3 separate regions of the Anser cygnoides genome follow, and all the other regions are linked to region 3. Evidence: chromatin contacts called from public Hi-C data. All regions are on one chromosome and are shown on one strand. Each heading gives the region's core, a stretch centred on a gene start, on an enhancer-like site or on the middle of the called end of the contact. The rest is flanking DNA. Distances are from core to core; before and after follow the strand shown.

Region 1 (2,700 bases), core at 173-2,672, 510 kb after region 3:
TAGTGACTGCTCTGTGTAATACCAGTTAAGATTTATACTTACGATTTTGTAGAATTATGATTTGAAAAGTTCCCTGCTATTTGAAATATTTCTCAAGTGCTAAATATCTGCTAAGTGGGTGAATGTGAGACAAAACCATTATCAAACATGCATAAAAGGATACTACTGCCTGAGAATTTGCTTTCTCGGCTTTCCATGGCATATTCGGTTTTCACTACTGCAAAGTCAAAAATGCTGTAGCTGCATAATAAAGGTGCTATAAACTCATTCTGCTGGTTCAGGTCTATTCAAAATGTTCTCTCTGCACAAAATTTAATGTTTTGCTGGAAGAGGCATCGTGTGTTCCCCGCAACAGGCATAAAACCATAAAATCAGTATAAATTCTGCACTTTTTCCTTCACTGAGTTCAACAATCATGAACCTGCTCCAAGCAAGATGAGAACTGCTGTTTGTGCTATTCACAATGTGGAACCATGGCATGAGTGGCAACTGAACTTGTCAAATAAATAATGACTTTCAAACAACAGTTAGGATTTCTGTTTCTCCAAGAGGGAATCCAGGGATTCAGTTGAACTCATGACAAGCACAAATGTTAAATATCAACTTGAAGAGTCTGACTAGAAAACAGTTAAGCATGTTGCCCATCTCCATTTCTGAATGTTCATGCTCAAGCACAAAGGGCATTGCTTTTCAGGAGGTTGATGTTCAGTCTACAGATCACAGTTCTAAGAGGTCTCAAGCTGAATCCTCCACACCACAAAGTATAACAACTCTGTTTTGTCTCATAAATGGCAAACAGCACATATATAAGAACTCAAGAAATAAAGGAAATTTTACTCATATGACAGGTTATTCCAAGGATACAATTTTGTTTGTAACTAAAAAGTCTTTATGGCCTTGACTTACTGCTTTTACATATCAAGCTAAACTCTGATCTCTGTTATACCAGGTTCAATCAAGATCACTCTAAGTTCTGTAAACACAATGTACCTTTGTCAATCGATGTATTATCAAAATGTTAAAGTCAAGCACAAACAAAATCTGAATGAGTTCTTTGAATTTGAGATAGACAAAAACAAACAAACAAAAACACATACACACACACAAAGAAAAAAAAAAAACAAAAAACAACAAAAAAAAACCAACTCACTGATAGTTTAAAAAGTAGTGTTGATGTATGAGCTACAAGATGACTTTCTCAAAAAGGTGTTTGGATATTTCAGAAGGAAAAACTTCCAAAGATAAAGATGGATACAGACAGAAAGCACAGAAGGTTTTGGATAACTCCATTGCTTTTTTTTTTCGGCCAGCTAACTCTGTCAGGTTTGCATAGACCTGGCAATCTGCAAAAGCTCTAGTCCCCTACAAAAATCTCCTCACATAAAGGTGTGAGGAGAAGAGATCACAATCACAGAATCACAGAATGGCTGAGGTTGGAAGGAACCTCTGGAAGACATCCTGTCCAACTTCCCTGCTCAAGTGGGACCACCTATAGCAGGTTGCCTAGGACCATGTCCAGATGAGTTTTGAAGATCTTCAAGGAGGGAGACTCCACAGCTGCTCTGGGCAACCTGTTCCCATGCTCCATCACCTACACAGTAAAGATGTACTTCCTGATGTTCACACAGAGCCTCTTGCATTCCAATTTGTGCCCATTGCCTCTTGTCCTGGCACTGGGTACCACTGAAAGGAGTCTGACTCCATCCTCTGCACTCTCCATTCAGATATTTATATACGTTAATAAGATCCTCTCCGAGACTCCTCTAGTCTGAAGTCCCAGACCTCTTGGCCTTTCCTTATAACAGAGGTGTTCCAACACCTTAAACATTTTTGTGGTACTTGAAAATATGAGGTCTGCTAATCTGAGGATTAGCAATGTCTGAACACGCTATCAATGCAGGCTTGTCCCTTAATCCCACATTTCCCATCATTCAAAGTGGAAACCTGAACCTGTGCTTCCATGTTTTATTGGCACAAATTCCCAGTATGTCCTGGTGGTCCAGGATTGCTCTATGGTGTTGCCCAAAGGCAAGCTCTTTCTCATGTCATAGAGCCAGGCTTGAGCAGGACTAAACGCGTTACACTTTGCTTTGTTCTGCAGATAGCCTGAGCAGAGCTCTTCCCAAACAGAGGGGAGGAGCTCTCAGCCTGAATTACAGCCAAAAATGTGGCCAAAAACATAGGTCAGAGGGCTTTGTGTGCTTAACCCAGCTTTCAGGTCCCTTCTTCCCCTTCCAACAGAGATCAGCATGGCATGAGCTCTCCTCTTTTGTTAGTGTCAGGCCATGAAGACAGGGGGAAATTAACCTGTCACAGGCATGGTTAAGAAAGGTCACAAGTTCAGGCAGGACATCTCCTGTCCTTAGTTCTAGGTAGGCCCAGTCTGAGCCATGCTCTTGATCACTAACAAATGTTTAGCCATTTATCACTTTCATTGCAAAGTGGAGGGAATTGCACATGAGAAGGCAGTGAGAATTTCCCGCAGAAAACTTGGATTCAGTTGTTGTTGCTGCTTGTCACTTCCTGATTGCACTGAAAGCACCATTTATTGTTATCCTGCCTGGGTGTCCATGAAAATGATTTGATTCAGGGCCAGCAGTAACCCAGTTCTTTCCCATCCAGCTTTACTTGCCAGAGTCTTAAACTCTGAAGGGCTCTACTGCAGAAATAATCTTGTTAACTCTGAGCTTTCATAAATTT
Region 2 (2,802 bases), core at 5-2,504, 330 kb after region 3:
TACATGTTATATGTCCTTCTGTCTTGTCTATTTGTCCAAAAGGTGAGAAGGAGATCAAAATGCAAAATTACTGACATGTAGTTCAGGTGAGAAGGAGGGACATATCCCCTTTCTCCTGTAAGCCTGCAAGCAGTTCTCCATGCTAGTCCATTCCTTGGGGTGCCTCCAGGTATATTCATCTTACTGTAGAAATATCAGGACCTGGCCGCTGGGTCAGCAAATTACATACATCCATCTGTCTTAACCCCTGTAATGAGGTTTATGTGAAGGGTAAAGTTTAAAAGCTGGGGCAGAGACCATGAACTCATCCGAAAATATATGGCCTTATATCCATATGAAGTGATGGCTCCAACAACAAAATTCCCCTAGGTTTAAAATGTATCCCAGCCCTATTGCTATTTTCCCTCAAACCAAATTGCTCCATTGGTCTACTCCAACTGATTTTGTGAGTGAAACTAAATGGGACAGAATAGATTTAAATGTTATAAATGTCCAAAAAAAAGAAATGGGGAAAATGGGTATAATTTTTAGGGAAATTACTTTAAGTAGATATAAAATGTATTAGCCTTCCTAACAGGCTGGTTAAGGTACATGCTTACATCCTGACTCAGTTTTACTCAGTCCCAAAGGGGACTAAGTAAAATAAATAAATAAATAAATAAATAGTCCACTTCATGAATAAGAAGTGGAAGCAAAAAGAGAGAAGTCAAGACCTCGCTATTTCTTCCTCAGTCAGTTTAAAGACCCATTGCCCCATCCTAGTCCCTCTAGACCAAAAGGGAGTTTTACCATTGACGTTAATGGGAACAGGATCTGGCCCAGTAACTGGCTGTTTTGGATCTGTTTCTGTCGCCCTTGCTGCATTGTTGCTGAGAGTACAGAACATCCTCGCCTTCTGTTTTTCACTCCTTAATGTTTCCTTAGAATACTTAGGCGGAGAGTGACTGTAAATGCTTAACCTTTGTCAATGGCAGACATTCAAGAGAGTTTGGCTGCCTCCTATTTCCTTGTGGACACTGATTTAAGAGTCCATCCAAAACATTTGTTCAGAAGGATATGACTAACATGAAAATCTGTCACTGTATAAACATAGTGACCAAAACCTATTTGGCAGCATTTTAGATCTGCTGGCTAATAATTAGGTATTTATGTTTGCTTTAACAGCACCAGTTGTGATGATCTAATGTCGTTTAGTATTTATATGGATAGCTCATCAGATTTTTTTCTTTTTACAATGATTCAGCATAATTACATGGAAGATAAAGAACATTTAAACAAAAAAAAAAACTTTTTTCAGTAACTAATGCAAAATTTCAGTCAGGGGCACATTAGAAATGACATGCTGAGCTCACATGAGAAGAACAACGCCTGAATTTACTGGAAACATTGCAGTAAGGGTGAGTGAAGTCATTGAAAACAAATTGCTGTTCCCTTCCTAAATAGGCTTGGGCTGGAGTAGGGTCCTCTGGGTTGTGACCAGATTTAGCATTCACAGCCAGTTTGTTTCACAGAAATGCAGTACAATCTCTAGGGAAACAAATCTGCAAAAAATGTGCATGAGAATTTTTGGGGCGGGGAGGGATACACGGATCTAATGCAGTCAGAAGCATATTAAAAGCTATAAACAGTTTGCTGTTGTTTGGGCTGGTTCAGAAGATCGCTTAATCGTTTACTGACACTCTTATCACTGCAACAGGTTTTGTTATTCTGATCCAACTGTGTCAAAAGTTATGTGAACACATATATCAGTCTATAATTCAAGTACATGTTGTTATTCACTATCACAAAAACTATAAAGACTCTGAAACCCTAATGATACCGATCCAAGTACACTTTGATAAGCTTGAAGGGCGTACGATTTGTATTAAAGTGTACCTCCTACAGACTGTTTTCAGAGCATCATAAAGGAGTAGGAAAATTACCTTTGATACACCTGCTACTAAAGAGCTTGTGAAAATGTTTGAGGACAAGACCTTTTTTCTGCCCACTCAATGAAGCAAGAACAAGGAGAACATTACCTTGTTTGACTGCTTGCAAGAAGCAGAAAAATCTGTACGCTTCTCCACACACACTTCTCAGATCACCCCAGCAGAACTTAGGAGATGACGGAAAGTCAAATACTGTGTTCTGAGAACCATATGAGAGACAAATTCACCCATAAGCTTTCAAAATCTAACAATGGCAAAGAGAATTCAGTGTACAGAATTGCCACCATGGAAAGTATTACTGCTGCTTGGTACCATCAATTCTTCATGATTTTTATCCTTATTGTGGTACTTTGATATGATGAAGAATACATTTCTGTACAATCTACTTTTAGCTTTACTAGGTTAGGTCTTACCCTCATAGTTCCACTTCCCTTGCAGTGCATTTCCTGTTCTGAATCATTAATTTCACTCTGATAAACACTTTAGCTAGGAAGTTGGAAGTTACTATGAAAGAATCATAGAGATTAGGAGTCATCAAATCCATCCCTCCTCTTTTCAGGAGGAGAAAACAAAGAAAGGATGACAGGGAATGAGATGAGAAGATAACAATACTATGGTATACATGTGACTAATTGCGCCAGCCAAACAAGTGCAGCTGGAAACAGGATATGTTTCGGACAAGCCACTCTAAAAAATTCTAATCTGTTATGAGATTCATTTTTTCCATGAATATTTTTAACTCTGCGATCCCTAATTTTTCATGGCTCACCAAGGACATAGATGTGTCTTTGGGGCTCTATTGTCAGTATGTGGATCCCTCTACTTTTGGGAAGTAATGGACTTTGATTTCTGTGGGGAAATTTGATAAGGGTGA
Region 3 (2,700 bases), core at 146-2,645:
GCATGGGTTTGGAAACCCTACAGGTTCAAAGTCATCTGGAAGCAGGTATCCAGACCAGCCCCATTGATACCCGCCTGTGTTCTGCTTGATTTTGTTTTCAGAACATTTTTTGTCTTTTCTTAAGTCTCAGTAGCTGGACTTTAAAGATTGCTTGCCTTGCTTTTTTCTTACAGTTAGGAGGACTGAAAGTTTTGATCTTTTCACTGATGCTGTAGGGGAAGTGCCCTGTGCGGTCCTGTATAAATCTCAGCTGGGGCTGGGGGATGGTTGTCAGTAACTTAGAAGAAGAAGAATCCAACTTAAGAGCATGTAAAAGAAAATGCAACAACCAACAACTTCTGATCGACTCAAAGCTTTGAATTTTGAGCCATAGGTTTGATCATACTGTAAGCATCTCCTCTTGAAAACGGTGGCTGAGCAAAATCTGTGCCAAAATAAAATGCATTGTATTGCCTTGTGCAGTGCCCTGCCCAGGCAGAGGCGAGCCCTGGGGGGCAGGACTCGGTGAGCAGCTGGAAAGGGCTTGCCAGCTGTGCGAGGAGAGCGTGGCTCAAGAATTTGGAGCCTTACCGCCTGTGTAGGGACTGCTCCCTGTGTGTGCCTGCAGGTCATCAGCACGTAGACCCCTTGGGGTGTGCTGCTGATTTACTGGGGTGTTTGGATATGATACAGTAAAGATGTGAGTGAGTGCTGTAAGGCAAGGGGTGAAACACGGGTATCTCAGGACTGTGAAAGCTGCTTAGGGAAGGTAGCTTCTCCTGGAGAGCTTTCTGCCAGGTGCTGTGTCCTCACAGCTTGGTGTTCGATCCTATATTGCTGTCCTCTGGCAACCGGTGAGCTGCTGATGTAGAAACGTGCTGCTGTGCGCTGGTTAACGTGGTGGAAACAGCAGCCGTGGGCTCGTGCCTGGCCTGCGTCAGAGCATGTGGGACGTGGAGCAGCGGCCAAAGCCCAGGCTGCCCTCGAACCCTTTGTATTTTGTCTCTTCCACGTGGAAACATATCTAGCATGGGTCCCTCTTTGCTAATGTTAAAGTTTCGCAATGATAGAAGTAAATATATTTTTAATATTAACTGTGTTACAGACATAATGTTTATGGACGTAGCCCTGCTGCATTCCCTAGACGTGATAGAGACCCTAACATCTATGATACATCAATGTAGCCCTGCTATAGCAGACCCTAGATGTGACAGACTAAAACCCCCTTGTTTCAGTCGATTATATAAACAGGTAGTCACACGTATCAACGAAGTGATCCGTAATTTATCACACAGAGCAAACAGCTACTGTACATCCTTTTGGAAATATTTAGTAACATTTCCAGCCTCATTTAAATAATAACAGCTTGTTTATTTTTTTTTTCCTCCTACATAAGGGTAGGAGGGTGTGAAATACACTTTCCCAGACATGATCATGAGGGGAGCAAAGGCCAAGAGCTTGGGGCTGTGCCACAGATGACTTGAAACGCCGCTCTGGGGCTTTCAGATGGTGATGTGTTTGCTTTGTGAGTTGCTGGATAATTTCATTTACAGGTATCTCACAACTGCCTCTGGTTCTTATATTAGCTTGCTTTTAGGTATGCGGTGTGTAAAGCTTCAAATTTTTCTTAAACATTAAAAAGGCTGCTATTAGGTGATATAATAATACTAACAAAAAAGTACGTGCTTGATTTTACAGAGGAAAATAACCAGTCTTATTTACAAGATAGGAGGTTGGACTGGAGACCCCGGGGGGTTCTTCCTACCAACAGTTCTCTGCTTCTGTGGTTACTGAGGGAAAAATGGAGAAGACAAACTTCAGGTCTTGGTTTGTGGAATGAAATGGAAGGAGGCCCAGCTTTCTGGAATGCACATGATTAGTAAATAAATACAATTAAGATTAGAAGGAAGAACATTAGAAGGAGAACTGTGTCTCCCTGATGGGGTGAAGAGTCTGTACCAGGTCCTATACCTATACCTGCAGCCCCCCACAAGCACCCAGCACACCCGATGTGGTAGGATGGGTGAAGGCTAAGCTGCTACTTGAAATTTGCTGCTTTGGTGAAGGTAGGGTTGATACCTTGGACCAGTGCAAGCACAACAACATGAGTCAGATCAGGAATTTGATGTGTATGTAAAGGTGCTAAAGTAGATCATACTTGCACTTGTGTGGTGTCTTCTGAACTGCTGCTCGGGTGCAACTGAAGGAAATGCCCCAGCACCTCGGTGAGAGGAGGAGACGATGATGCTTTTTGCCGTCCAGGAAGCTGAAGGAGTGAGAAGTTAGTTTTGAAATGTTTTCCATATCTTCATTAGTTAGCGTTAAGACCCACCAGAGCTGGTTGTCACAGGCAGCTTGGATAGATGGTGGGGTTCCCCGTGCTCAGCTGTGGGCAGGGTGTGAGGGCTCTGCCCTCAGCAGCCATTTCTTCTCCTTCCTCTTCTGCTCTTCGTCGTTGAATGCATCAGGGCAGATACTGCATTTGTACGTTTGTTCACATTGGGGGACTGCAGGGCCCTGATGTCACCTTGACCCTCAGAGCTTCGCTGAGATAGTCGGGGTCCTGTACAAGCTTGTCCTGTACCAAGCTTGGCATCGTTAGAGATGGTAGCGGTGACTTTGATAGGCTGTCTTTGAGGGGGAGGTCTGGTGACTGCAACCGACACTACTGGGAAGGAAAAAACTTGAAAACTTTACACCAATTAGCTCTGTGAGGTCATG

What was found. A called contact is a pair of places that touch in the nucleus more often than the background predicts.
Region 1: a Hi-C map of liver shows a contact between it and region 3, with 2.5 times the contacts expected there. The contact joins two enhancer-like sites. A contact is called at or near these places in 2 of 7 Hi-C or Micro-C datasets (both in liver).
Region 2: a Hi-C map of liver shows a contact between it and region 3, with 15 times the contacts expected there. The contact joins two enhancer-like sites. A contact is called at or near these places in 2 of 7 Hi-C or Micro-C datasets (both in liver).

What each region holds. Positions count from the first base shown.
Region 1 is chr2:153,709,404-153,712,103 of Taihu_goose_T2T_genome, forward strand. No RefSeq gene overlaps it. Among named protein-coding and RNA genes, the nearest start is that of CYRIB, 340 kb to the right of the region's middle. Within about 2 kb of position 1,423, at least 1 of the 3 cell types and tissues checked has open chromatin away from gene starts, as enhancers often do. A contact at or near this core is called in liver, where this site is marked.
Region 2 is chr2:153,523,612-153,526,413 of Taihu_goose_T2T_genome, forward strand. No RefSeq gene overlaps it. Among named protein-coding and RNA genes, the nearest start is that of MYC, 350 kb to the left of the region's middle. Within about 2 kb of position 1,255, at least 1 of the 3 cell types and tissues checked has open chromatin away from gene starts, as enhancers often do. A contact at or near this core is called in liver, where this site is marked.
Region 3 is chr2:153,197,711-153,200,410 of Taihu_goose_T2T_genome, forward strand. It overlaps LOC106038466 (a long non-coding RNA gene), which reads right to left. Exons shown (of 5, transcript XR_010828806.1): 3 at 2,138-2,245. The region is part of intron 1 of LOC136789798 (a long non-coding RNA gene); the gene reads left to right. Among named protein-coding and RNA genes, the nearest start is that of MYC, 28 kb to the left of the region's middle. Within about 2 kb of position 1,396, at least 1 of the 3 cell types and tissues checked has open chromatin away from gene starts, as enhancers often do. A contact at or near this core is called in liver, where this site is marked.